2 separate regions of the Mus musculus genome follow, and region 1 is linked to region 2. A link is a contact called in public promoter capture Hi-C data. All regions are on one chromosome and are shown on one strand. Each heading gives the region's core, a stretch centred on a gene start, on an enhancer-like site or on the middle of the called end of the contact. The rest is flanking DNA. Distances are from core to core; before and after follow the strand shown. Region 1 has its middle 150 kb from the start of Mir5124b. Region 2 holds the start of Fam107a (family with sequence similarity 107, member A).

Region 1 (4,501 bases), core at 933-3,432, 2.8 Mb before region 2:
ACTGTTAACTGTAACTACCTTTCTGTAGTTCCTTGTTGTGCAATAGACTTCATAATAGTACTTACAGTATGCACATCAGATATTGTCATTAAAATAAGCATTTGTACTTGTCCCTATGCAAAATTTTGTTGATTTGAACAATACTTTATTGGTTCCAAAGTAGGTTGTGTAAAAGAAATGCTTTTATCTTTCCAGGAATTGATAGTCTGGTATCTTGACCATAACTAAAAGTGACATGGCACATAGTTACTATTTTGCATCTGACCACATATATAGCTTGAGGATGAGTCACTGGCATGAAAGTGGGTTTCAGATGCTGATCATAGCTCATGAGCAAGATCCATACCTCCAAGGAGTGTTGCTTCATTTACAGTGACATTTAAAACTGAGATAATGGGTGTTTTAGATATAGGAGCTAGAAATATATTACACGTCCATTAAAAAGGGATGTTGTGGACCACTCATTGTTACCTTCCATGTCTGTGAAACTTCTATCCATGTTGTAATGTGTGATTAAAATTTACATACATGTTTTATGAGTAGTGGAGATGGCTGTAGGTAAATCTACACCATTTTCACCCAGTTACCTTTAGTCCTGTAGCGGTGAAAGGAACAATAGTACTCTGTGTTGGGAGATCTGTTTGCTGACATTGTCCTTGACATTGATATGCCCTTCATCTGTCTTGGAGAGGTCACTGTGGGGTCAGGACACTTGCATGGCTCTTATATTGTGGAATAATTTTTCTTCATCTGTGCCATCTTTCTGTTACCTAGACTAATGAGTCACAGAAGGAAAACTTCCTTAAGCTATCAAAGTTTAGCAAGAATAAATAGGTCTATGGTGTTAGTATAATGCAAAATAAGATAGCATTTAATACCGTCTCTGCATCAACATCATAGTGACAGTGCCCTCACTGAGTCGGAAATTGAGGACTTACTGAGACACACCATCTGGCAAAATATGGAAGGCCAGTTTTGTGCCAATTGAAAAAGCTGTGTCAGATCCAACTCTTGTGCATTTCGAATATTATCAGATGCCTTGGAAAACGTTTATCACTTTTTAATTACAAAGGACTAAGGGATTTCAGTGCCCCAAAGAAAATATCAGAAGCCCAAAGGTAGAACTATTACCCAGTGGATGATAAGATGCAGCCGTTAACCTTGAGCTCGTGTAGGAAATAAGGACAATCTCGTCCCAGGGTCTTTTTTAGAAGAGTCAGAGGAGTGGCATGTCCTTGATCTGTCTAAATGGAGCTGTGGAGCAGGTCTTTCTGTTATTCTGACGGTTGCCCAGCTTCTTTCTCCTGCGGCATGGCCAGTCCTTGGAAGCACATGCCAAGAAATCAGCTTGCTTCTGCATCTTGGCCTATCATGTAAGCTGTGGTCTGTCATGTTCATTAAAATGAAAATTTGTCGAATGGAATTTGCCCGACTGGCAGAATAGTTTAAATGTCAGATGTTGTTAGGCCTGGATATAAATATTATGTTTCTATTGTTAATTAATTGCAGTGCCTTAGTACCAGTGATCCAAAATCCAATTTAGTCTGCAATAGGCCTGTGGATATGGGCCAGAGATAATGAATGCAGAGGGGAAATGTATTCAGACTTTCCATTGTATTTATCAATGTCCTCTTAGAAAAATGGCAAATTTCAGTGTGTCACCGAAGTTCAAGAGGTGCCAAGCAGGACAGAATTAAGACTCATGGTCTTTGGAAACCTCTTCCGTGTTACTGTTGAGACTGCTCACTGCTTCTACTGTATGTCTTCGTGTCAGAATGCCAAAGGGGTCCTTCTCTGTCCCCTTTCCTTTCGTCCCCTCTCATCGGCCCTGCCCCATCTGTTGTTATGTTTGAAGCTTACTTCAGAGTCATAGGTAGAATGGGGGCAACCCTGTGCAACTAGCCCTGTGCTCCTGTATGGCATTTCCCTCTCTTCCGTTGCTGTATATCATTCCTCTCTTCTGCTTTTTCATCCCGTGTTTTGGTCCCCAGGCTCAGCAGCCTGTCTGTCAAGTCTGCCTCTGTTTGTTAAGATCATTTTGCTTCCAAATTGAGCTGGAGGCTGATTATCACCCAGAATAATGCTGGTAGAATTGCCTGCATCAGAACCGGGGAGCAGAAATCTTGCTACCGGTGCCCAGACTTCCAAACTGATGTTATTGCCAAGCCATGAGCCAACAGGCTCTGACTGCCATCCGCAATCAATATTTTGTTGAATGCTTGCTGTGAGTGTGGCATCTTACCCTGCCACCTCCATGGGTTCCAGAAGCAAATGGGTGTGCCAGGAGGAGAAGGGCTAATTAAGACTTTGGAAGGCAGGACTGATGTGGTCCAGTAGTCAGGGACCCTCATTTAGTTCCTGGCATCCTGTTCCATGCCAGCCTCCCTCTGCCCTTCTGATATGCAGGGCAAGAAGCAGAGGAGGAAAAATGAACTTTGGTCTGCTTTGAGGGTCCCTGTCCAACAGTGTCTGTCAGATTAAAAATGAGAGGGAAGGAGGCCAGAGAATCTTCCAGATGGAGAGTTCAGAGGAGGGCACAACCAGACTCCTTTTCTTGATGACGTAGCTGGGCCATTTGAGCCCTTGGCCAGGAAACAGGTGTTGCACAGACTGTTTCCTAGTCCTGAAGTGGAGCAGGATCTGGCAGAACAGGCATCAGAAGCTCTGGGTGGGTGCTGGTTCAATGGGTTACATACAAGCTCTCTGGTGGAGGTGCAACACGAACTGCGGTTCTGGGCAGCAGGGGCTTGCTGAGACCATAGCACTGACAGTCACTCTCTCTGCCTCTCAGTTACACAGTTTTCTAAATAATTTCCATATGCATTAAAAAGTGTCCAGTATTGGGATCTGAGAGGAAGAATTTGTTCAATTGAGAGCAAGTATTTACAATAAGACTTGAGGTAAACACTGACTGTCTATTTGGACACCTTTAAAAACAGATTCTTTTAAGCACGTATCTGCATACATACTCTCAGTTTTTCCTAAAGATGAACCTCTTTTTCTCGAATTCAGACTAGCAGAATTTGGGGGAGGGCTGTTGCTACTGTGAACAGAGCTATTTGACTTGAAATGTCATCCCGTTCCAAGAAAACATACCGGGAGCATGTTAGGGCACCCCTGTGCAAATGTCATATTGCCACAGGGTGTCCCCTGGAGATGAGTCCAGTATGTCCTAGTCCTGTCTGGTGGTCACAGACTCATTGACCCCCCATTTTCAGGGACCCAGCCCAGATCAGGTCACACTCCCAGAGATTTCATGGAATTTGATTTGCCTGGAATTCTGTGAATCTTGAGGAGGTAATTATTGACCGCCTGGCATTCTACTCCTCAGATGTCACCTAATGACTTCCACATCTCATGCTGCTTGGCAAATTTACTTTTGCAATGTCTAGCAAATATGACAGTATTGAACAGGTATGACGAAAGTGTGCTATGTGTGTGTGTATGTGTGTGTGGGGGTGGTGGTGGTGGTGGTGGAGGTGCACTGATATATGCCTCAGGCCATGGAGGATGGGCTTGAGCAGGGAGATTTCTGTTTTATGAAATTCTCAAAAAAAAAAAAAATAGGAGAAAGTAAGGAGTGGTTGAAATCAAAGGACAAATCCCTAAAGCAACCACAGCTTTAGAATTCCAAATCATTGTATGCTAGCAATAGTGAAAACATACTCGGACATTAAGCAAGCTTTGCAGTGTGCCTGTTCCTGGCTAGACACTCTTCTACACACTCTTCTAGCTGCACCACAGAGCAAGTCACTCTTAAAGTTATGGATTTGAGGAAGGGCTTCTGTTTGTTTTTTACAACGTAAGGTAAATCATGAAGGTAAAGGCTATTCTGAACCCTAAAGTACGTCCAAGGTTTGTGTATAGAATATAGAGATATAAATTCAGACACAATTTCTAAGACTACATAGGAGAAAATGTTAGGTTTGGGGGCTTTGCTGTTATTTCTTGTGAGTGTTAAGTCACTATGCAGATTGTCAAATAACTCCATGCATTTAAAAATATTCATTTATCATCAGGTGGTTTAACCAGACCTGTTTTCCAACTGCCTGGTTTTTACCGATATGTAGCAAAAGGTTTTAGAAAGTGGTTTAAGAATCTTCTCTTAGTTGAAAATTGGCTATCATTTGAAAGACTGTTGCAGTAATTTGTCTGCAGTAACAGCTCACTGAATGCAGCATAAAAATGAAAATGAGCACTGAATTTATTCAGTGTCTTCACTGTTGTACCTGAATGCACAGCCTCTTTCCTAGCTATGTAGATAATTGTTACAGACTTAAAGGTCAATAACCAATCCCTCAACATGGCAGTTAAGTCGGGTGAAGGCTGCAGAATTTGACAGCAGAGCAAAAGTCTCAGTTCCAGGGAACCTTGCCTTATGTAGGGTGCAGCTGGATGGGTCTTAGAAATAGCTTTCAAGTAAGCCTGTCTGTGTACTGGGGAAGGCTAGTCCTTTACATTCCGATCAGTAAGGGATCTGTGGGCTGGGCCACGGACTGAG
Region 2 (4,208 bases), core at 233-2,732:
TTGTGAGTCAGCCTTGGCTGTGCCCACCCTTCCCAAGCTACCAGTCACTGCCCAGTCCTCACTCAGCCTTTCTACAGCCATACATCACTGGGTGACATTTTCTTGTATGTATCTTTATCTACTGTCACACATACACACACACACACACACACACACACACACACACACACACACACACACACTGAATGTGGATTCCCTGCGGACTGGAGTAATATCTGTCTCTGTCTCCTTTCCATCATGTATATGCCCACTTAGATCATACCAGGAATATATATATATGATGTTGACTAAACGAACAGATCCTATGGCCAAAAAGAACCCAGAACTGTATGTGGAAATGTGTCTGCTTATCTGTGATGTGCATCCTGGGCCTCATTGCCCTTGGCCAACCAAAGTTCCATGAGAAAGTAAACTGGGGTACAGACCTAGACTCACTGGCAGGTGCTGGTTTCCTCAATGGGGGCGGAGCAGGGGATAATACCAAAAGCCAGACTAGACCCAATGCTCAAGTGGAAACAAGCTCAGGGGTGCAGAGAAGGTCTTTGATCTACGAGCACCTAGACCGTCTTTGGGGTCCTACCCATGTCCTCAGCTTTTATTTGCACGAATTCTCATTGTGGCCAGGCACAAGCATGCATATTAAGACCCTGCCTTTAGCACATGACAGTTCTCTGCAGGCTGTGTTAGTGAACGCCATCTCATTGAGGTCACACACAGCTACACTGTTACCCTCAGCTGACAGTCAGGAAAGCCAAAGTTCAGAAAGGACTGGGATCAGAGTAGGGTGGGCTAGGTGCAAACTCTATCTGCTGCCCTTCTCCTGGGCTACAGCCTGCTGGTTCTTCTGTGAAGTTCCAGGTATGAAGCTAATTATGTGAAGTTAGTTAGTTAGTTAGTTAGTTAGTTAGAGACTGTCTCTGTGTAGTCCTAGCTGTCCTGGAACTCGCTCTGTAGACCAGACTGGCCTTGAACACAGAGATCCACCTGCTTTTGCCTCCAAATGCTGGGATTAAAATGTGTGCCACCACTGCCCAACACATTTGTAGATGACACTTCATTTCACAATGTTTCTTACACCTATGCCTGGAGAATTGCCAAGAACTGACTCAAGCTATAGTTCTCTCCCTGCTAGTATCCAAGAGGCAAGTTCTAAAGATTCAGTCACTGCAGCAGGAAGCCTGGTCCCCCCACCCCCTTTGGGGAAGTGCTGGAATCCCCTCCCATACAAACAAGGGAAATTCCTCCCTAGAAGCCAGGAGCCGCCTTGTTCGCCTTGTTCCGAACAAAGCTTGGCAGGATTCTTATGCCTCATCAGTCTGACAGAACATGTATTTATTTGTGCCTCTCAATCAGGGTGGCTTGGACATGGTGTTCTGAGTCTCGGACATGGCCACTCACCAAGTGAAATAACGGTTTCTATAGCAACAGTTCTTTTTTATTGATATCAGAATAAATGGGAGTGCAAAAGTGCCTCCCATCTTGGGGGTTTAAGGCCCGCCCTTTGGGGGCGGCTGCCTCAGCCATCTAGGACCTGCTTAGCACTCCCTAAGTCTGAGACCTGCAGAGGAACTAGCAGCCCGGGCACTGCAGAGGAGCTCACAGCCCAGGACCTGTAGAGAAGTAAGACTCGAATCTGGTCTGCTTCGCATGCTGTTAGGCTGACTGTGTTCCAAGAGAAGGTGGAGGGAAGGAGAAGGACCTGAGAGCATCAGAGAAAGCTGTCTCGGCAACTGAAGCCTTCAAATTGTGGGTACTGGGACCCTGCCTCCCTGAGGTGAGGTGCTGCAGGGATAAAAAGTGGAGGTGGGGGGTATGGGGTTAAGTAGGCTCTCAGTGACAGCTCTGTAGTCTGGTTGACCGTTTGCTTGTAAATACTGAGAGGAATTTAACACCTGCTACAGCCTCTCTTAAATCCATTATCACACAGTAGGGGTGTGAAGGGTCAGCAGGAAGGGTTCACTTAATAGTGAACAGATAGACAAAATCAACAGATAGTCCAGGTTCAATTCTGCACGGAATTGGGTTTGGGCACCAGAGCTCAGCTCAGACTCTGGCTCCCTCATACATTGGCTTTGAGATCTGGAGAAATCAGATGACCTCTCTGAGGTTTGCTCCTAAGAAGGGGTTGCCCACCTTCTCAGTTTATTGCCAGTTTTTGAATCAGGGGTTAGACCGGTAGTGCAGGCTATGGGTAATTCCCACCTTGCCGATGGACTTAGCTTCATCATATAGTACACGGCCAGTCTGGGACTAGAGAAATCAGGGAATAGAGGATTGCCTGTCGCTAGGAAGCTGCTATAAGTGGGATGGCCTCTTGACAGTTCCCACACATAGGTTTCTGAGCAGCTTGGATCCTTCATGCTTCCTAGCATGAAGTGTGGTAACTCCTGCTGTGATTTTCCCTGAGCCAGCTGCCAGGTGGCAGCAGCTCACAAGGGCAGCACTATGGTAGTGTGCTCATGTGGCTTCCTACTCAACAGCATGGCACAATCCCCAACCTTGCTAAGGACCCTATATGCCTCACCCTTCAAACTCAACCCTTCTTGCTGGTTAAACGGTTCCAGGGGGCCAAGACAAAGAGTTGAGGAAGCTGGTCTGGAGTAGTCTTGGGCCCTCTTGCCCAAATGGACAGGTAGCTCCAAGACGAAGAAGAAGGCTGGCCTGAGTCTTCAGGGAGACCTAGAGATGTGGCCATGTATGTTCTTAGGTTACTGGCCAGTGAGCTACAAATGCATACCACCCACAGGGAGGAAAGGGCAAGCAGGACATGTGGCTGCCAGCTTGTCGCTTCTCTGAATGTTTCTCCTTCTCTTGCCAGTGCTTCTCAAAGCCTCCCCTCTGGGCCTGCTGATGCTGGACCGGAAAGGTTTGGAGGGACAGGGGGTTGAAGTCTGGCCACAGGCCTGACAGGGAAGGCTGCTTCAAGCAGCAGGGCAGTATTTGCATTGCTCACTGGCTGATTCTCTGGCCTTAATGGTCTCAGTCATCAAAGGGAACCAACTGCCTCTTCCTTAGGGTTTCTTGAATATACAGAGAGAGCAAAGGGCTGTAAATTGGTTCTATTGAGTCAAAAACATGCCGTTCCTGGGAGACAATATTGTGGTAGAAAGAGTCCAAGGTTTGGAGTCCAATGATTCCGGCTTTGCTACATACTCAACATTGACCTTAGCTTAATAAGCTCTGATTTTTCTCAACTGTAAAATTAGTTGCCATCAAGATAATCATGAGATTCAGACCAAGTTCCATGCTCACTGCAAAACATGCAAGACAGGAGGCTAATAGTTTGCCTAGATGGGGCTTACTCGGCAAGGTAGTATACAAAGTACAGTGTGCACACCATCATCTCACCTTCTAATGACCTTAGGGTGGTGGAGGTTGCCATGACCTCCACAGGTCAGAGGCTGAGAGAGTGTGAGCTGTTTGCCCGAGGTCACACAAGCTACAATTATGTGTTACATTTGTTTCTTTTGCTTTATCCATTGGACACTTTACTGGACCCAGTGTTGTTTGCCGTGACTGATGCATCAGAAACACAATAAGAACACTGAAGATAGAGGGAATGCAGTCAGAAGGGACATGAAGACCATAGGCAAAGCTAGGGATTCAGCCCAGTTGGTCAAGAACCTACCTAGCATGCACAAAGCCCTGAAATTAACCACTGATATCTCATAAATGGGACATGTGGCTATCCCTATAATGTTAGCCCTTGGGAGGTGGAAGCAGGGCAATCAAAAGTTCAAGGTCATCATTGGCTATGTAGCAAGTTTGAAGCCAACCTGGGATATGTGAAACACTGCCAAAAAGAGGCAGAGGAGGTGAAGGGACCTTGGGTCCCACAGCTGTTCTCAGTGTAAACTTGACACTGCAGGGAGAGTGTCATTCTCCTCTGACTCTCTCCTCACTTCCCAGGAAGGGACCAGGGATTGGGTCAACTGTTCCAACCAGGTTGTGCACACACAGAATCAGACTCTCTTCTCATTCCCAAACTCCTCCCACCCCCTTAGAGACATTCAGGCCACTCATTTAGCCAACACCTTCTGGCCCCAGAGCTCCATGCCCAATAGGAGCGCCTCAGTCTTCAAACACCATGATTCTCCAGAGAAGGATGTCTGGGTTAAAGACCTAAAAAGTAAGCCATCCACTAGACCTGCTTGTGGTGACTCGCCAGCCTCAGCGAGCTCGAGTTACTCAGCCAGAGCAAAGAGGCT

Evidence for each region. Promoter capture Hi-C pulls out the DNA fragments that hold promoters and counts their contacts.
Region 1: a promoter capture Hi-C map of liver shows a contact between it and region 2, with 3 times the contacts expected there. The contact joins the enhancer-like site here to the promoter of Fam107a in region 2. A contact is called at or near these places in 6 of 39 promoter capture datasets (cranial neural crest, hippocampal neurons, liver and 2 more) and 1 of 115 datasets of contacts at active chromatin or transcription factors (astrocytes).

What each region holds. Positions count from the first base shown.
Region 1 is chr14:11,130,997-11,135,497 of GRCm38.p6, reverse strand. It overlaps a transcript of Fhit not described here. Among named protein-coding and RNA genes, the nearest start is that of Mir5124b, 150 kb to the left of the region's middle. Within about 2 kb of position 2,182, at least 5 of the 459 cell types and tissues checked have an H3K27ac peak or open chromatin away from gene starts, as enhancers often do. A contact at or near this core is called in hippocampal neurons and liver, where this site is marked.
Region 2 is chr14:8,307,051-8,311,258 of GRCm38.p6, reverse strand. Fam107a (family with sequence similarity 107, member A) reads left to right here and starts at 1,482. Exons shown (of 4, transcript NM_183187.4): 1 at 1,482-1,774.